2 separate regions of the Oncorhynchus mykiss genome follow, and region 1 is linked to region 2. The links are chromatin contacts, called in public Hi-C maps. All regions are on one chromosome and are shown on one strand. The core of a region is the stretch at or near the end of the contact, and the rest is flanking DNA. Distances in the headings are between cores, read along the strand shown. Region 1 holds the start of cwf19l2 (CWF19-like protein 2). Region 2 holds the start of stim1a (stromal interaction molecule 1a).

What was found. A called contact is a pair of places that touch in the nucleus more often than the background predicts.
Region 1: a Hi-C map of blood shows a contact between it and region 2, with 6 times the contacts expected there. The contact joins the promoter of cwf19l2 here to the promoter of stim1a in region 2. A contact is called at or near these places in 2 of 3 Hi-C or Micro-C datasets (blood and liver).

What each region holds. Positions count from the first base shown.
Region 1 is chr27:34,967,835-34,972,490 of USDA_OmykA_1.1, reverse strand. cwf19l2 (CWF19-like protein 2) reads right to left here and starts at 1,971. Exons shown (of 19, transcript XM_036965014.1): 1 at 1,840-1,971. The coding sequence starts at 1,932.
Region 2 is chr27:34,817,992-34,822,674 of USDA_OmykA_1.1, reverse strand. stim1a (stromal interaction molecule 1a) reads left to right here and starts at 2,962. Exons shown (of 13, transcript XM_021588397.2): 1 at 2,962-3,546; 2 at 4,106-4,229. The coding sequence starts at 4,118. LOC110507199 (rho-related GTP-binding protein RhoG) reads right to left here and starts at 1,054. Exons shown (of 3, transcript XM_036965162.1): 1 at 920-1,054.

The sequences.
Region 1 (4,656 bases), core at 722-3,221, 150 kb before region 2:
CACATGCGCTAAATACAACAGTGAAATAGTTGCTTTCAAGCCCTTAACCAACAATGCAGTTTTAAGAAATATAGGAAATAAAAGTAACAAATACAGTGTGGTGAAGAAGGCACAACAGCACCTCTTCAACCTCAGGAGGCTGAAGAAATGTGGCTTGGCTCTAAGACCCTCACAAACCTTTACGCACAATTGAGAGCATCCTGTTGGGCTGGATCACAGCCTGGTACGGCAACTGCACCGCCCGCAACCACAGGGCTCTCCAGAGGGTGGTGCGGTCTGCCAAACGCATCACCAGGGGCACACTGCCTGCCCTCCAGGACACCTACAGCACCCGATGTCACAGGAAGGCCAAAAAGCTCATGAAGGACAACAACCACCCAAGCCATGACCTGTTCACCCCACTACCATCCAGAAGATGAGGTCAGTACAGGTGCATCAAAGCTGGGACTGAGAGACTGAAAAACAGCTTCTATCTCAAGGCCACCAGACTGTTAAATAGCCATCACTAGCCGACTACCACCCGGTTACCCAATCCTGCACCTTAGAGGCTGCTACCCTATATACATAGTCTTTGAATCACTGGCCACTTTAAAAATGTAACACTATACACTTTAATAAAGTTAACATACTGCTTTACTCATCTTATATGTATATACTGTATTCTAATCTACTATATTTTAGTCAATGTCACTCCAACATTGCTCGTCCTAATATTTATATATTTCTTAATTCCATTACTTTACTTTTAGATTTGTGTGTAGTGTTGTGAATTGTTAGATATTACTGCACTGTTGGAGCTAGGAACAAGCATTTCACTACACCAGCAATAACATCTGCTAAATATGTGTATGTGTAACAGTATAGCTTCCGTCCCTCTCCTCACCCTTCCTGGTCTCTTACCAGGGACCCTCTGCACACATCGACAACAGCCACATTCGAAGCAGAGCAAGGGGAACAATTACTTCAAGGTCTCAGAGCGAGTGACGTCACCGATTGAAACGCTAGCCATTTCACATCGGTTACATATGTGACCAATAACATTTGATTTGATCACCTGAGGTGGGTAGATAGAGGCAGAAAGAGGCATGCACCAGCTCTGTTATGTACAACCTCGCCACCTAGTGTTTGCCATATTCACATCACACCTGACTGACCACCAGAGAGAGAATAACAGCATTGTACTGTAGCAAAGCCACCATGGGGGGAAAAGGGGACAAGTTAATGTACTTGGGAAGGAATTGAAAATGAATGCAAGTAATGTTAACTAGTTTCTACAAATACTTAAGTCAGCAGTGTTCGACTGTATAGTTCTAACACACGTTTAAAGGTAGTTAGCTTAGCTAAGACGAAATAGGTACAGTAGCTAGCCAGCCAGCCATGTGACTCTGGTTCGTGCTATCCGGGTTCCTTCGGAAGTCCCTAACCCATTTTAATGTTCAACTTCAGTGAGTGGGGTGGGGAGACGTCCCAATGATCCCTACTAGCAAGGACCATGTGACTTCCTCTCACTGTTTTGATGTTTGCTAGCGAACTGGCTAAGATAGCTAGCTAGCTAGCTACACATATATGCTGTACTAGCTAGTATGTAATAGCATTATTCAAACGACTTATTATCACTGTATAATATTGAACATACGTATATGTACCAATTGCAAATATTGTAGAAAATGCATCACAAACCTAGCTAACTAAGTCGTATGGCAGACCTTCAGGCTAGCTATTTGTTAGCATTCAACTAGTCGTTGCAGCAATACACTTGGCTTTTGTACTGGCGTTATATCAACGTATCTTACATTGCGCATGTAGACTAGTATCTAATTATAAAGCACACATATGTACCTTCTGAATAACCTCCTCCCTGGCTTTACGTTTGTATTCTTTTCGGACTTCGATGCTGTTAACACTTTCAAAACTGCCTCCGTGCGTCGCCATAACACTGCCGTTAAATGTGCTTCCATCAACTGTCGCAAAAATATTTACGAGACCTGAAAATACATTGTTTCTGGTTAATGTAGTCCACTGCATTGGATCGTACAAACAAATAAAAAGTTTTTTTTTAAATAGATAGAAATACAGTTGTATTTTGTGAACGTGTGAACAAACCGATATAAAAACCAACCTGGATTACCTGGAAAATTATTGTACAGGTAGTAGGGCAGTGCACTCATCGAATAACTGCAAGGTTCAATCCCCCCTCTTTTAGGCCTTCATTTAACGTTTTCTCTGTTCTCAATCTCACTGTGTCTGCAGAGCACTACTTGAGAGATGGGATATAGTGTAGCTCTCATATAATTAAAATGTAATTCTCGTTCTGTGGTGGCTCCAGTGTGTTATGCTGGGTAGGCTAAAGGAAAAGGGACTATACAGTATTGGCCTGCCTATGACAAGGCCAAGATGCAAAATGGCCTATAATGAATAGGAATGTATTGCAATGATGTTGTCTTGATGTCACTATCTATTTGATCAATACACTGTGGGCAGGCAGACATCTAACCACCTTTAATTTTCTGAAAATGTCAAGTGCCTATCTGAGGCAGACAACAGCAGCAGCACAACAATCAATAGCCAGATAAAACACTAGGTATGGTAGACTCCAGCCTCCTTTTAACTACATAACTGTTTTTTCAGTCCCGGTGGACTCAGACAGTCCCAGAGGTAATTTACCGGGAGCCATTTCTCAATTATCACGGGGCTGCTTTGAGATACCGTCACTGCCACGAACAAGAGCCCATTACCCCGAGATCCATTCAGCTATTTAACTTGTCTGTTGGACCTTATCTCATTATGATTGGGGTGTGTGAGTGTGTTGGGTGCGTATGTCCATTTCAGGTGCTGTCTACAGAGAGCCAGACTCCCTGACAGCACAAATGTGTTCCTGAATACTGATACTCAGGCTGCTCAGGGACCATGCAGTAGCAGATATGGAGGGGAGTGATAGGGGAATGAGAGGGAGAGTGAAGTAAGGAGCAAGACAGAGGAGGATGGGAGAGGGAAGAAAAGTGATAGAGAGGCAGTGTAGTGACCACGACGATCCCAGTAAACAGTGATAGAACAGTGAACAGAAAAGTGATAGAGAGGCAGTGTAGTGACCACGACAATCCCAGTAAACAGCAGAAAGGGGAGGGACGGAGAGGAGAGATGGAGACAGCGAGCAAGAGAGAGACAGAGACAGAGAGGAGAGAGAGGAGCATACAGTTTTTGATCAGCTGGACATTTGGGGCCCCTCTCTCTGTGATTGTCTGGTACCGCCCTCATTGAGATGAATTAGTCTGGCATTGGGAAGCAATGGCAGCAGCAGCAGACCAACACACTGCACTAAAAATACCAGAACTTACAGTGACTCAGCTTGGCAATGAAGGGTACTTAAGGAATAGTTTACCCCAAAACGAAAGTTTCTATAACACCAAATTCTTCAGTCTAAGGGAGGTATGAAACCTTTGTAAAGTGAACTATTCAGATGTTACAAAGACACAAATACACTATACCCCTTTAAATTAGTGGATTCTGCTATTTCAGCCACAACCGTTGCTGACAGGTGTATAAAATCGAGCACACAGCCATGCAATCTCCAAAGACAAACATTGGTAGTAAAATGGCCTTACTGAAGTGTTCAGTGACTTTCAACGTGGCACCGTCATAGGATACCACCTTTACAACCAGTCAGTTCACCAAAAGTCTGCCTTGCTAGAGCTGTCAACTGTAACAGCTGATATTGTGAAGTGGGAACATCTAGGAGCAACAACGGCTCAGTCGCGAAGTGATAGGCCTCACAAGCACACAGAACGGGACCGCCGAGTGCTGAAGCGTGTAGTGCGTAAAAATCGTCTGTCCTCTGTTGCAACACTCACTACCGAGTTCCAAACTGCCTCTAGAATCAACCTCAGGATAAGAACTGTTCGTCGAGGGCTTCATAAAATGCGTTTCCATGGCTGAGCTGCAGCACACAAGCCTAAGATATTTAATGCCCCACGCCAAGCGTCGGCTGGAGAAGTGTCAAGCTTGCTGACATTGGACTCTGGAGCAGTGGAAACGCGTTCTCTGGAGTGATGAATCCCGCTTCACCATCTGTCAGTCCGACGAACAAATCTGGGTTTTGCAGATGCCAGGAGAACGCTACCTGCCCGAATGTATAGTGCCAACTGTAAAGTTTGGTGGAGGAGGAATAATGTTCTGGGGCTGTTTTTCATGGTTCGGGCTAAGCCCCTAAGTACCAGTGAAGGGAAATCTTAATGCGAAGGTATACAATGACATTCTAGACAATTCTGTGCTTCCAACTTTGTGGCAACAGTTTGGGGAAGGACCTTTCCTGTTTCAGCATGACAATGCCCCCATGCACAAAGTGAGGTCCATACAGAAATAGTTTGTCGAGATTGGTGTGGAAGAACTTGACTGGCCTGCACAGAGCCGTGACCTCAACCCCATCCAACATCTGTGGGATGAATTGGAACGCCGACTGCGAGCCAGGCCTAATCCACCAACATCAGTGCCTGAACTAATGCTCTTGTGGCTGAATGGAAGCAAGTCTGTTCCAGCATCTAGTGGAAAGCCTTCCCAAGCAGCAAAGGGGGACCAACTCCATATTAATGACAATGATTTTGGAATAAGATGTCCACATACTTTTGGTCATGTAGTGTATTTCAAGGTTACCATTCCCTT
Region 2 (4,683 bases), core at 1,713-4,212:
ACTTTCTATTCATTTCCGTCTTTATTGATCTATTTTCTTTCATTTCAACTTGAAAACAATGTTTATCTGTGGGCCTACTTAATTTATAGTTACAGTACAGAAGGCCTATGTTCCCCAAGAATTCAAGTGAGAAAACCGAAACTACAAAATATGGGTGGAGACTGGATAGTATGAAATACATGCAGTAATTGTAATTCATTGTGAGAGAGGAGAGCTGGACTCTTCCCACTACTTTATGAGAATGTTGGAGAAAATGTGAATATAGCTCAACCCAGCCTACAGGGACCTGAGACTGGGAGCACTGAAATGTACTGCTCTGCACACTGACTGGGGATATTATTTCAAATCCAATAAACCTTTGTATTCATATCACCACTACCACATACCATTGGCCTATACACTGAATATCTATGATAGGTGCATTTCACAGTGTAGGCCATCAACAAGGCCATAGCGTTCTGATCACATCTTTTTCTAATATAATTCACCTAGATTATTAAGCTACAATTAAGAAAAGCGCTATGTGTAAATAGGAAATAATAGTACCCCTGAAATTAGAAAATATTTCAACATGAATTACAGTGAATGTTCTTCACCACCATCATCATCATCATTTCATAGAAAAAGAGCCAAATATAATCACTAGAGACAGTTATAACTTTGAGCAGGCTAAATTAAACACAAAATAACTGTCACAAATAAGTATTACAATAGTGGATTTTAACATTGCTTGCCTATGGTAGGCCTGCAGTGTTTTGATATAGAATAGCACCTTTGGAAATTATAACAGCAGTAGGCTACCTCACTTTATGTTGCGTCACTCAAGTGCTTCCGTAAGATTGTGTTCTCAGTCTACATATCTATTATACAGAAGTAGCACATAAAAAACATGTAAAGGTTAAAAACAAGTCAGACTCACCAAACATACTATCTTCAGTGGCAGGGTTTGTATGAACATATAGCCTACAATCTGTCTGAGAGCGTCAAAGTAGTCAAGCAAAGTGTTGCTGTAGTGGAGGAAGTGTGAGTGTTCGCTGAACAGGAAGCTGCTCGAGCAATAATAGCACTGTGAGGAAGTTTGTCTTCTCACCATGACAGCCTGAGCTATTGTTTTAAATAAATGTTGCTGGTAGAATATTAAACAGCATTTTTACATAGAATTGTTACCCAATGAATTACCTTATTTGACATTCAAATGTACAGAATAAGAATAACCACATCGTCGTTAGAGGCCCATTGCAGTCTAAATTAGTTTTTCCTGTGTGTTTTATCATCTTGTACAACAGCTGATGAAACTAGCACTGCAAACGTGTGATTTTTTCTTATCAGTGTTATTCCTGATAATAGTTCCTGGTTGAAAATACAATCTACACAGGACCTTCTAATCAGTAGGTTTGCATGGGTGGGGATTTCTACTTGCCTGGTGATATCTCCGGTCTGTAAATTGGTTAATAGACAAGTAACAGAGAGTTCCGAACCTCTCTGCCAATAACAGCTAGTTTTCAGACCACTCCCAGACGGTCCTAGCAAAATTATTGCTTGAGAATTTTTTTGTTGCTAAAAGGCTATTTTAAAAAAAAAATATGGTGAACTATTACAGTAAGGTGCTTAATTGTTACCCAGAAATGATTTTATATTGATATACATGTGGTTGCGTTGGGCATTTCAAACTGAGAATTTGAGGAAGTATCATTCATCAGCTTATGATATATTATCAGATCAAGGTGTATCATGCAGCTGTATTATAAACAGTTTGGATTTAGCATGATAAGGCCTACTGGCTACCCCAGTTAGGCTCAGATTTGTTCTGATGGGGGTATTAAGATCATCAGAAGATGTACCACCCCCACCTGATGGTATGTCTCCCTACTGTTTTACTGTTAGCGTTGTGTAGCCCACAGCCTCAAGGTGGCATGCTTGAGCTTAGTTGTGTGGAACTGGTGAGTCGATGAGCCACACCGTTCGTATGTTGTAATAGCCTACATCCACACACCTTTAGGTGGAAGTATAATGTCACAATCAGATTGAAGAAGTGGACAGCATAGGCAGCAGTCTTCCAAAACGATCTTCCGGTAGTCGTGACGTTGGATCCAATACGCTGCTCATCATGACTGCTCTAACCATAGACTTAGATAGACATTGCATCATTGTATCTGTTCTTATATGGCGTCTTTGGGAGCACAGGCACCGCCATTGAGGCCATATCCATTTTGAAGTAGTACATTTTCTTATTTTACAACTTCTATGAGTTGGCAAACAAACTGAAAGGGTGCACACTGCCATCTATAGTGTTTTATTTGAACAAGTATAAGGCCAAGGTTGGCGATATACTGCCACCTGCAGTTATGGTTTCTTCACAAGTATAATTCATTAGTTGATCCCTCCTGGTGACCTGGATGGAATAATGTGATCCTTCCTTAAATAATTCGAAAGTCCCACCCAGTTGACTACTTCAAAATATTAAAAGTCCTGGTGCTGCACATGCTAAAACAAAGTTAAACGTTTTCTCTGCTACCGCATGGCAAGTGGTACTGAAGCCATGTGTAGGACCAGAAGACTCCTCAACAGCTTCTACCCCCAAGCCATTAGACTGCTTTATTAATAAAAATCGCTAACGGACAATTTACATTGACACCCCTTTTTACTTAAGTAATTTTCTATAATAATATATATATATATTTTTTTACTCAAGTATAACAATTAGGTACTTTTCCACAACAATATATATATATATATATATATATATATATATATATATATATATGCATTACTTAGGTAAAAAGGGGTGTCAATGTAAATTGTATATTGTATATATATATATATATATATATATATATATATATATATATATATATATATTTTTACCTTCACAATTCGATTACACCATTTACAGGGCGGAACTCTTATTTTGAAGGATTACTAAAAACACGTGACAGGAAGTGATTCACTAAAATTACTTGATTCACAGGTGAAGCAACCAAGTCCAGAGAATTGAACGAGTCAGCTCCAAAGCCAAGAGTTTAAGCTTTTTTGAGTGTGGGGCGGGGGGGGGAGACCAGCTGTAGCAGACATGTAGTTCGTGGATGACAATCGCTCTGTGTTTGAATCAATCATAAGTACTTTTTTCTTTACTCGAGTGTATTTTATCCAGTAAATTGACGTAAGAGGACGGCTTGGCTCGCGTTCTGTCATTGTGTATAGCTCGTGTGCTATGATTAGCTGCTGACAATGATCTGAAGTCTGCTGTGCTAGTGGGTTGGTGAGCTAGCTGAAGACGGGACCGGAACCATTACGTTACTTAGTTATCTTTATCCTAGTGTCTGTGTTATTCGACCACCTCGGCCCTTGCCTTGGATTGCCATTAGCGGGCTAAACAGAGCGGAAAATCATTTGTCATATGCAGCTAGCCAGCTAATTTAGTTCTTTATTCATGGAGTACAGAGGGGTTTCTCTTTGCAGTTTGGACCTACGATTGATGACGTGCCTTTGATTCTACTGTAACCACGAGAGTTGTGATAAGAGCATCAAATGCAGAAGTATTGAAAGGTAAAAAACTACAATTTCATGCCTACCTAGAAAATCATGGAACAACTGACCCGATTACTTATGTTTTGATAAGGTTGGTTAGCCAGCCGTTTGTTATTGTTAATTAGCTGTTAACGCGTTAGCTATAATTGCTTGTGAACCATATCCAGCTAATATTGTCTTGTAATGATTTTATTGAAATAGCTAAACATGTTAATTGTTTGCTAGTAGTATTATGTTCATGATAATGTTTAGCATGAGTCAACCACTGATTTTTGTTAGGGGCTGTAGTACAGGCTCTACCTGCCTATCTGACTTCTATACTGAGTAACTAGCCAAGTTAATGTCCCAGATATGGGCTACCAATCCTCCTTGTCCGATGATAGTTTGCTTGTAAAGTTTCCGATGTGATCTCATTTTACAATTTTTAGTTAAATTATTATTACAATCTAAAATAACTAAGTCATTGGTTTGAAATCTGAAGTTCAGTCATAGTTAAATCACTAGGCTAGTACAGTATCTAACGTTATACATTCATATGAGATGTCACTAAAACATTTCTTCTCCACCCTCTTCCTAGCAAACCTCCATTATGGATTTCAGCAAATCGTTGACCTTGTGGATTGTATGCTTATGCCTCCTGAGCGAAAGTTGGAGGGTCCAAGCCAGCTCAGACCACCATCATATTGATAATGGTGTGTCAGGTATGTAAATATCATTGAGAAATGTCCAAACATTATGACACGCCTGCAAGTGTGTGTTCATACAATACTCCATACACAAAGTGATCAAAATTGGTCACTTGTAAACTTTTGTTGCATTATCAGTGCACTAGAATCTCCAGTGCCAGTTTTTTTATTTATTTAGAAATTGTGCCAGCTCTAAATGCAGCCATGCTGAGAATAGTTAGGGTATGCATTCTCCATTAAGCTCTGTCCTCGGGTGATCATGGCACACAGTCAAGTCAGGGAGTCTGGCATCTTGGTATTGTTTTTTTTTTTGCTTGTCGATTTGACAAGTCAGTCAAAATGTATTTTTACTTATCGTCACTAGTTTTGCCACAGCATTCAATATAATTCCAAAACGGAATGTGTGACACTATTGTCATAAGTTATGTAAACTAAACAATGTGACACTGAAGATGTTTGGGACTTGTAA